Regions from separate parts of the Mus musculus genome. Here region 1 is linked to region 2. Evidence: chromatin contacts called from public promoter capture Hi-C data. All regions are on one chromosome and are shown on one strand. The core of a region is the stretch at or near the end of the contact, and the rest is flanking DNA. Distances in the headings are between cores, read along the strand shown.

Region 1 (4,021 bases), core at 270-2,769, 1.4 Mb after region 2:
AAAAATCATTCTAAATTCATCTAGAAAGAGGGTAGTGAGATGCAGAAAAACTACCTGTACCATTCTAATTTCAAATACTCCAACTATCAGGAAAAGTAAGCCTTATTTGCAATATGAAGTTAAAACCTGTCAGTAAAAGGAAATACAGAATGCTTACAAGAATATTTTCTTTCGAAAACCAGAAACAAATTATCACAGGCTAATATGATTCATTAGCAATGAGCATAGTATATATCCAGGGCAGGCTTCCTGTTCAGGTCTCTTAGATACGGCTTCCATTTGGTTCAGGAAGGGGGTCTTAAACAATGCTGCGGTTCTCAAAGGTTTCGGAGTTCGGGGGCAGCATGGCCTACAGAGCGAGTTTCAGGACAGCCAGGGCTACAGAGAAACCATGCCTCAAAAATAAAAACCCCAAAAAACAAAAAAAAACCAACCCCCCCCAAAAAAAAACCTCATAAATCGCTTTAAAACATAAGGGACTGGAACTAGATAGACTTTTTTTTCCCCTCTTTAAGTGAATCCCAGTTTCAACCAATAAGGTTCGCAAAACTAGAAGTAGCCCTATCACTGAGGGATCGCTCAAAGATAAATAAACAAACAAATAAAAAGACTGTGTCCTCCTACACTGCGCCTTAAGGAGCCTGCCTTTTGACCCGATGCGTCCCAGAGGATACTTCTGGTCTTTTTTTCCTTTCCGGTCAAATGCGATAAAGCGCCAAGCATGAACGCAGAAGCCTTAGGAAACGCAAAGCCTAACACCAGTCTGGGTCAAAGAGCTAAACCCCACAGTTCGGTGGGCTTCTGGAGAAATACTGGGTCAGGGAAAATGATGAGGAAAGTTCTGGAGAGGGAAAGAAAAAACCAAGCCATTCCCTGCGGCTCCCCACCCCCAGCCAGACGGCCTTACCTCCCCCTCCCTGCAGCAGGAAGCCATGATGGCGAGCGCAGCGAGCGGCCGCGGCGCCATCTTGTCCACACACAGGCACGGACAACAGCCCTGATGAGCTGGTCGCCCACTCTGTGTTAAAGAAACAAACAAACAAAAAACCCAGCCTGGCCTTCGAGCTCCACTTAGTACCTACCGCCATTATTTTTTTGAGTCCCGGCCGCTAAGGCGGCGCCTCTGCTTGCCCGCACTCAACAGTACTGGCCGCCTCGAAGCTTCGCCACAGACTGAATCTCTTGCGCGAGAGACCCGGATGGCACAAGAAAAAAAAAAAAAAAAAAAGGGGATGAGGCCGGGCCAGGCGCGCAGCTTGCTGGGAGAAAAAGTGGGTGGCGATAAGAGTTTCTATAACAACGCGGTTCGAGGCGGTGATTGGTTAGTCTCTCGAAGGGCGTGGCGTGAAGCCTACGAAGTGGGTGGGGCCAAGGATACCTCCCAGAATGGATGCTCGGTATCGGGAATTCAATTTAGTTTAGGGCGGGGCGGTTTCCGCGCTCAATTTTGAGCCAAGTTTGGCCTGCTCCGGCCTCCGTAAAAGGGGTTGAGCACGGTATTCTCCCGCCAATTCAAATCAGTGGCAGGGAAGGTAAAATGAGTAGGGGCGGTTGTGTCCGTCGGGAAGAAGTGTGAGACACTTGAGAATTCTCTTTTTAATTTCGTCAGCTGCTGCAGGTGAGACGTCAGCCTTGCGGCTCGATGGGAGCGGGAGGAGTGTTAGGTGGAACCAGCAGGGGGCTTCAGTCCGTCTCTGGGTTTTATCGATCTCTAGATGATGGCGGGAGAAAAAAATTAGAGAGGATTCTAGATGGCAGGCCGTCTGAGTTTTCGTGGATATAGCTTCATCGATAGTGTTTCATCTGATTCATGACCTTGTATTGGCTCGTCTGTTTTTTTTCCGCACTCGGTGATGTCAAAATCTGTTTATCACCTGTTTGCTCTCTTTCACCAGAAGAAAGTGTAGTCTTAAACGGGGCAGTGGTGGCGCACGCCTTTAATCCCAGCCCAGCATTCCGGAGGCAGAGGCAGGCGGATTTCTGAGTTCGAGGCCAGCCTGGTCTACAGAGTGAGTTCCAGGACAGCCAGGGCTACATAGAGAAACCCTGTCTCGAAGGAAAAAAAAAAAAAAAAAAAAAAAACCAAAACCAAAAAAACCCAAATACTTGACACAGTGTTCAACCATTTTGTCGTTGTTGTTCCCTCAAGACTATAAACCTCAGGGTTGGGAATGTTAAGTCAGTTGGTAGAGTGCTGAATAACTGGTCTAGCCTGTGGTCTGAGTCCAGACTCACAGAGCTTTGTCCTGTCTTTGCCTCCCAAGTACTAGGTTAAAGGCCAGTCTGGCTCAGAACTCAGAGATCCACCTGCCTCTGCCTCCTGAGTGCTGGGATTTAAAGTCGTGTTATGTTCTTAGCAGGAGCTCTTTTCCTTTATTCATTACATTCCTAGCCCAAATGTTATCTGCTTCCAGATAGCATATTATCAGACAATTCAAATAGAGTCCCAGGAACCATCAAAACCCAGAACAAGCAGGACGTGATAGCTCTTGACTGAAATCCCAGGAGTCTAGAGCTGAGGTAGGACGATCCTGAGTTCAAGTTAGGATCAAGACCTTTAGTTACACAGTGAGAGGCTGACTCAAAAGAAAAAGTTATTCAAAACAAAACAAACAAACAAACAACCCTTCAAGCCAGGCAGAGATGTCGCATACCTTTAATCCCAGCACTCAGGTGGCAGAGGCAAAAGGATATCTGAGTTTGTGGTCAGCCTGGTCCATACAGTGAGTTCTAGGCTACACACACACACACAAAACTCCTTCAAAACAGCCTTAGTTTTAGCTAACTCCAACATTCCCCTCCCACTCTGTGTGTGTGGACAGGATCTTGCAATACAAGCTTGGACCAGACCAAGGTTCCCCAAATTTGAAATTATTCTTCTGTCTTCGCCTTTGGCATGCTGAGATTATGGGTGTTTGCCACGATGCCTGTCTACATTATGCTCCTACATGTATACGTATATTTTCTTTACATTTATTGTGTGTGTACATTCATAGGTCAGAGGATAACATTCATGCAGTTCGTTCTTCAACTTTGTTGCTTCTTTTTTTAATTTTTAAATTTTGTGTCTTGAGTTTCTTTATATAGCCTTAGCTTTGTAGACCAGGCTGGCTTCAAACTCACAGAGATTTGTCAGCCTCTGCCTACTGAGTGCTGGGATTTAAAGGTGTGCACCACCACACCCGCCAACCATGTGGATTCTTAATGGAATTCATATTGCCAGTCAGGTTTGGCATCAAACTTCACCCTTATAACAACCATCTTGCCAGCCCTATATTACTATTTTAAAGATTAAAATTGGGGCTGGAGAGATAGCTCAGCGGTTAAGAGCACTGTCTGCTCTTCCAGCGGACGAGGGTTCAATTCCCAGTGCCCATGGGGTGGCTCACAACTGTCTGTGACTCTAGTTCCAGGGTATCTGATGCCCTCACACAGACATGCATGCAGGCAAAACATCAATGCACATTAAAAAAAAATTAGAAAATTGTAGCCACCAGCAGCCTGGGTTACTGGGTTCCTGAAAGGAAAGCTCGGGACGGATGGGAAGGTTGTGAGAGAAATAAATTAGCCAAGACCAAGTTCTCTGATCAAGGCTCAATGTTTAAAGAGCCAAAAGCCAAAAACTGTTCTTTCGTACACTGTAGTGTTCTTGAACTTGTAGGCCTCCTGTCTCTGTCTCCTGCGTGTTGGAATCACAGGCTTGCGATACTGTGCAGTGTTTATAATGTCTTAGAGATGAACATGTGTGCTAGACAAGTACATTCCTCTTCACTTTGTTTGCTGTGTTTTGAGACAGAATTTCTCCACTATGCAGCTTTGGCTAGCCTACACCATATACAGCAGCTTGGCCTTAAACTCACCGAGACCCACCTGCGTCCCTGCCCCACTCGCTGGGATTAAAGACCAGCACCTCCACGTGCAGCATCTCCTTTTAAAAAGGTTCTCTTCTATCGCAGGCTGGTTTAGAACTCATTGTGTTGTAAGGCCAGCCTTTAACCTTCTGATCATCCTGCCTCCACCT
Region 2 (4,011 bases), core at 1,115-3,614:
TATGGTTTCCGAAGCTGTTCATGCAGGATTCTCCCCAATAGTGCATGTGTAAACAACAGGTGTAAAGCCCTGCACTTTCCAACCGTTGCTAATTCTAAACATATTTCTTTTACAATTCACTGGTACTTTAAAAAAAATCATTATATATTAACAAAAGGTAAAGAGCTCATCTTTGAAACTCTTAAAAGAGTACAACTCAAAAGGAGAGTCCTCGCCTACCCGGTGGGTTCTGGGGGAACTGAACTCAGGTCGTCCAGCTTGACCACAAGTGTCCTTAGCTGCTGTGCCATTTTGCCGATTGGTAACACTGCACTGTGTACTTAGTTACAGGGAACCTGGGTTCTCTCAAATCTGTAATCCACATGCATTACCTGCTTTATGCTGCTCGCCAGTGCCCTTGGAATTCTGGGGATAAGAATGTCCAGCTGATCTGTTAGCAAAGAACACGCATAATGTAATCTGGCAGCCTCATAGCCACTGAGGACTGAATGTTTTGGGTTTTTTTTTTTCAAGACAGGGTTTCCCTGTGTAGCCCTGGCTGTCCTGGAACTCACTCTGTAGACCAGGCTGGCCTCGAACTCAGAAATACGCCTGCCTCTGCCTCCAGAGTGCTGGGATTAAAGACGTGCGGCACCACTCCCAGCTGGACTGGATGTCTGAAAACAGAGACAGCTGCACACGCTCTTGACTTTTTCCTGTTTCCATCAATGTCTTACCAAGTTTCTCCTCTAGATTGGCTACAAAAAAGAATACAGCTTTTTCTAAGTGAGTGGTCAGATTTTTAGCATACTAGGATGAACGTGTGAGTGTGTGTATGTTACTGGGAGATAGAACTCAGGGCTAACCAACACTATACAAGTGCTCTACTACCACCAAGCTGGATCCCTAGTCTAATATTTACTTTACCAGAAAGGACTTAGGTAAATCTGGTCTCATAGCGTCCTAGTCTAATTCTACAGTGAGATCAAGCCTGTAGTTTGCTTGGTTCCTGTACTTAGCCACATGATATCTTTCTTGTTCTTTAATAGAAGTAATTTCTGTCCTGGAAAGAACAATTACGTTGTGCTGGAACTAGTACGCTGGTTTGTTAATTGTTTCCAATCATGGATCTGGTCTTTTTACTTTTTTCAAAAAATGAAATTGATTCCTGTAGCCGGGTAGTGGTGGCACACGCCTTTAATCCCAGCACTCGGGAGGCAGAGGCAGGTGGATTTCTGAGTTCAGGCCAGCCTGGTCTACAGTGAGTTCCAGGACAGCCAGGGCTACACAGAGAAACCCTGTCTCGGGGAAAAAAAAAAAAAAGTCTTAGCACCAAATATATATTTACAATAAAATGTACATTTAATAATAATGTACTTAATAAACATAAATATATTTTTATTTCATGGCCACGGATTCAGATTCTACAAGAGCCATGATTGTGGGCCTAGTTGGATCCCAGTCATCCCGCCTCTTGATTTTTTTAAGGAAGGAGGCCAGGAGGGGGACAGGGAAGCATGGCATCCAGCTGTGATATCAGAAGTCAACTGTCCTCAGCCATCTAGGGGACAGTTAAAACCTTCCCAGGCCCGAGGCGGCTGGACCCTCGGCTCCCCGCCAGGTTAGGAGCCCGAAAGCTCAGTCTCTGTCCTGCTCCGAGGCCGCCTCGGCAGCCGAGCCCCGCTAGAGCCCGCTCCCCCCCCCCCCCCCCCCCCCCCCGTCTCGCGCCTCCTCGGCAGGGGTTCCCAAGGCCGCCTCACCCTTCACCGCCTTCCGTCCGGGCCAAGGCGGGCGGCCCCGCGACCCCGGGCCAACGGCTCGGCATCCCGTCCACACGCGTGCACCACACCGGCTCTGAGTCGGCGGCCTCCGGCTCTCCCCACTCCGACCCTGCTCAAGTGGCCGCCGGATGGTGCGGAGGAAGACCCGAGTTCCTGGAGCTGTAGACCCGAGGGCGGAGGAACCTCAGGTAACCAGGCTCCTGCGCCTGGGCATCTCTCGCTGACAAGGACGCGTCAGGGCAAATCCATCCACACGCACCCTAAAGCAAGTATTCCTTATCCACCTCAGTATTCTAGACCCTCAGAGGACCTGCAGACCTTCGGTTGTCACCCTATGTGTCAAACCCAAGCACCGGTGCTGCGGCCCGGGGGCGCGGAGCGTAATTCGCGATCCGCTATCACCTAGGCAACCGCCTTCGCCGGAGGCCCAACCGATAACGGCTCTCGGCTCTTTCTCTTTCTCTCTCTGCGCACGCGTGAACGAACTCGTGTCCCCGCCTCCTCTCTGAGCACGGCACGCGTTTCGGAAGGCATTTTGGCCCTGGGGACGCTCCGTAGTCTATGGTGTAGTAAATACCCGTGCTGAACGAGCGATCTGTGGTTGCGATTGGCTCCTACGCACATTCCCCGGAACGCCGTGGCTGTCGCGCGAAGGCTGAAGGGAGTGTGGCCGTCGGCTGTGTGTGAAACCCCCGGAGAGGCGGCATGCCTCGATATGCGCAGCTCGTCATGGGCCCCGCGGGCAGCGGGAAGGTGAGCCTGGAGGAGCTGCGGTGCGTGGGTGGCTGGGCTCCGGGGAAACCCTGGGTATACGGCTTCCTGCTCTCTGCTTGTACCTTGCTTTTTTTTTTTTTTTTGTTTGTCTGGGAGTGATAGCAGCTTTAATAGCTCTTGAGCGGCTTGAGAGAGGGCTGAGCGCTCAAGAGCTTGTTCTGTCCTCCCAAAAGACTTCAGTTCTGTCCAGCACCCAGACAGAGCTGCAGGACACCTTTGCTCCAGGAACTGCCCTGGTCGTTCCAGGTGTCTTCATATCCATTCTGTGTGCTTGATCCTATACCCATTCTACAGATTACAAACACAGAAAGGTTTATTTTGTTCAAAATCATACGCTTACTTAGGTCCGCCCCGGAATCTGAGTCTGGGTTGTTGGTCTTTTTGTTTTTTTGGTTTTTTTTCCCCTGTCTAATTCCAGACAAGGCCCCCTGCCACGCACCCAGTATGGGGTCTTTTCTTCCCTTTTTCTCAGAAGTTTGGAGTATGGGTTTCAGATAAGTTTGTAGATATGCACTGTTTGTGGGCATTTTTTTCTTTTTCCTTTGAGACAGGGTTTTTCTGTGTAGCCCTGGCTGTCCTGGAACTCACTCTGTAGACCAGGCTGGCCTTGAACTCAGAAATCCGCCTGCCTCAGCCTCCCACGTGCTGGGATTAAAGGCGTCTGCCACCACTGCCTGGCTCTAGTTTTTATATTTATTTTTTTTGTGTGATACAGTGTTTCTTTGTGTACATATTAAGAGAATGATGCTAAGGACACTTAAGCACAGTAGAAACGGCAATGGTGACATTTGAGGGATGCCTAGAGTCTATAGAGGTGTTTGTATCATTTTAATATTTAATAAATACAATATTCAGAGTACTAGAGATGGCTGTGTGACTCCACAGGGCCTGTCATCTGATCTGGAAGGTACACAGCTCACCTGTCAGTTACAGTGCATCTGTATGGTGGGGCTGTCCTAGGTAGAGAGAACAGGCTGTCAAAAGGAAGCGTGGAGCGTGGAGGAGGTCATTTCTGTAACCTACGTTAATTTGTAGACTGTGTTAAAGAAACATCCTGAGCCCACGCCCTGCATCTAGATCTGCAGCTCTGGTCTCATCGCCTTCCCAGGGTTTCCCTGGAGGTGCAGTTTGGCTTGGGTGGACACTGGCTCAGAGAGGGGAGAATTGTCTGGGCATGTGGAGGGCGGTACGCTACTGCCTTGGGTGCTAACCCCCCACCTTGTCACGTTACAGAGCACCTACTGTTCCACCATGGTTCAGCACTGTGAAGCCCTCAACCGATCTGTCCAGGTGGTCAACCTGGACCCGGCGGCAGAACACTTCAACTACCCTGTCATGGCCGGTAAGTCCCGGCAGGGCCACCTTCTTCAGGCACCGTAAAGCTCAGAAGGCACTGGAAGCCGGCTGCTCAGTTATTCACGTGCTCAGCCCCGGGGTGAGGAGGAGCAAGATGAGGCCACGGGCCATTTCATGGTGG

What was found. Promoter capture Hi-C pulls out the DNA fragments that hold promoters and counts their contacts.
Region 1: a contact with region 2 is called in a promoter capture Hi-C map of erythroid cells, with 5 times the contacts expected there. The contact joins the promoter of Kntc1 here to the promoter of Gpn3 in region 2. A contact is called at or near these places in 4 of 39 promoter capture datasets (erythroid cells, liver and pre-B cells), 1 of 115 datasets of contacts at active chromatin or transcription factors (large pre-B cells) and 1 of 9 other capture datasets (adipose tissue).

Annotation. Positions count from the first base shown.
Region 1 is chr5:123,748,207-123,752,227 of GRCm38.p6, forward strand. It overlaps Kntc1 (kinetochore associated 1), which reads left to right and starts at 1,520. Exons shown (of 64, transcript NM_001042421.1): 1 at 1,520-1,618. Rsrc2 (arginine/serine-rich coiled-coil 2) reads right to left here and starts at 1,208. Exons shown (of 10, transcript NM_001005525.2): 1 at 1,083-1,208. The coding sequence starts at 1,088.
Region 2 is chr5:122,370,144-122,374,154 of GRCm38.p6, forward strand. Gpn3 (GPN-loop GTPase 3) reads left to right here and starts at 2,365. Exons shown (of 8, transcript NM_024216.2): 1 at 2,365-2,513; 2 at 3,768-3,876. The coding sequence starts at 2,466. Fam216a (family with sequence similarity 216, member A) reads right to left here and starts at 2,199. Exons shown (of 7, transcript NM_026883.4): 1 at 1,740-2,199; 2 at 372-430. The coding sequence starts at 1,804.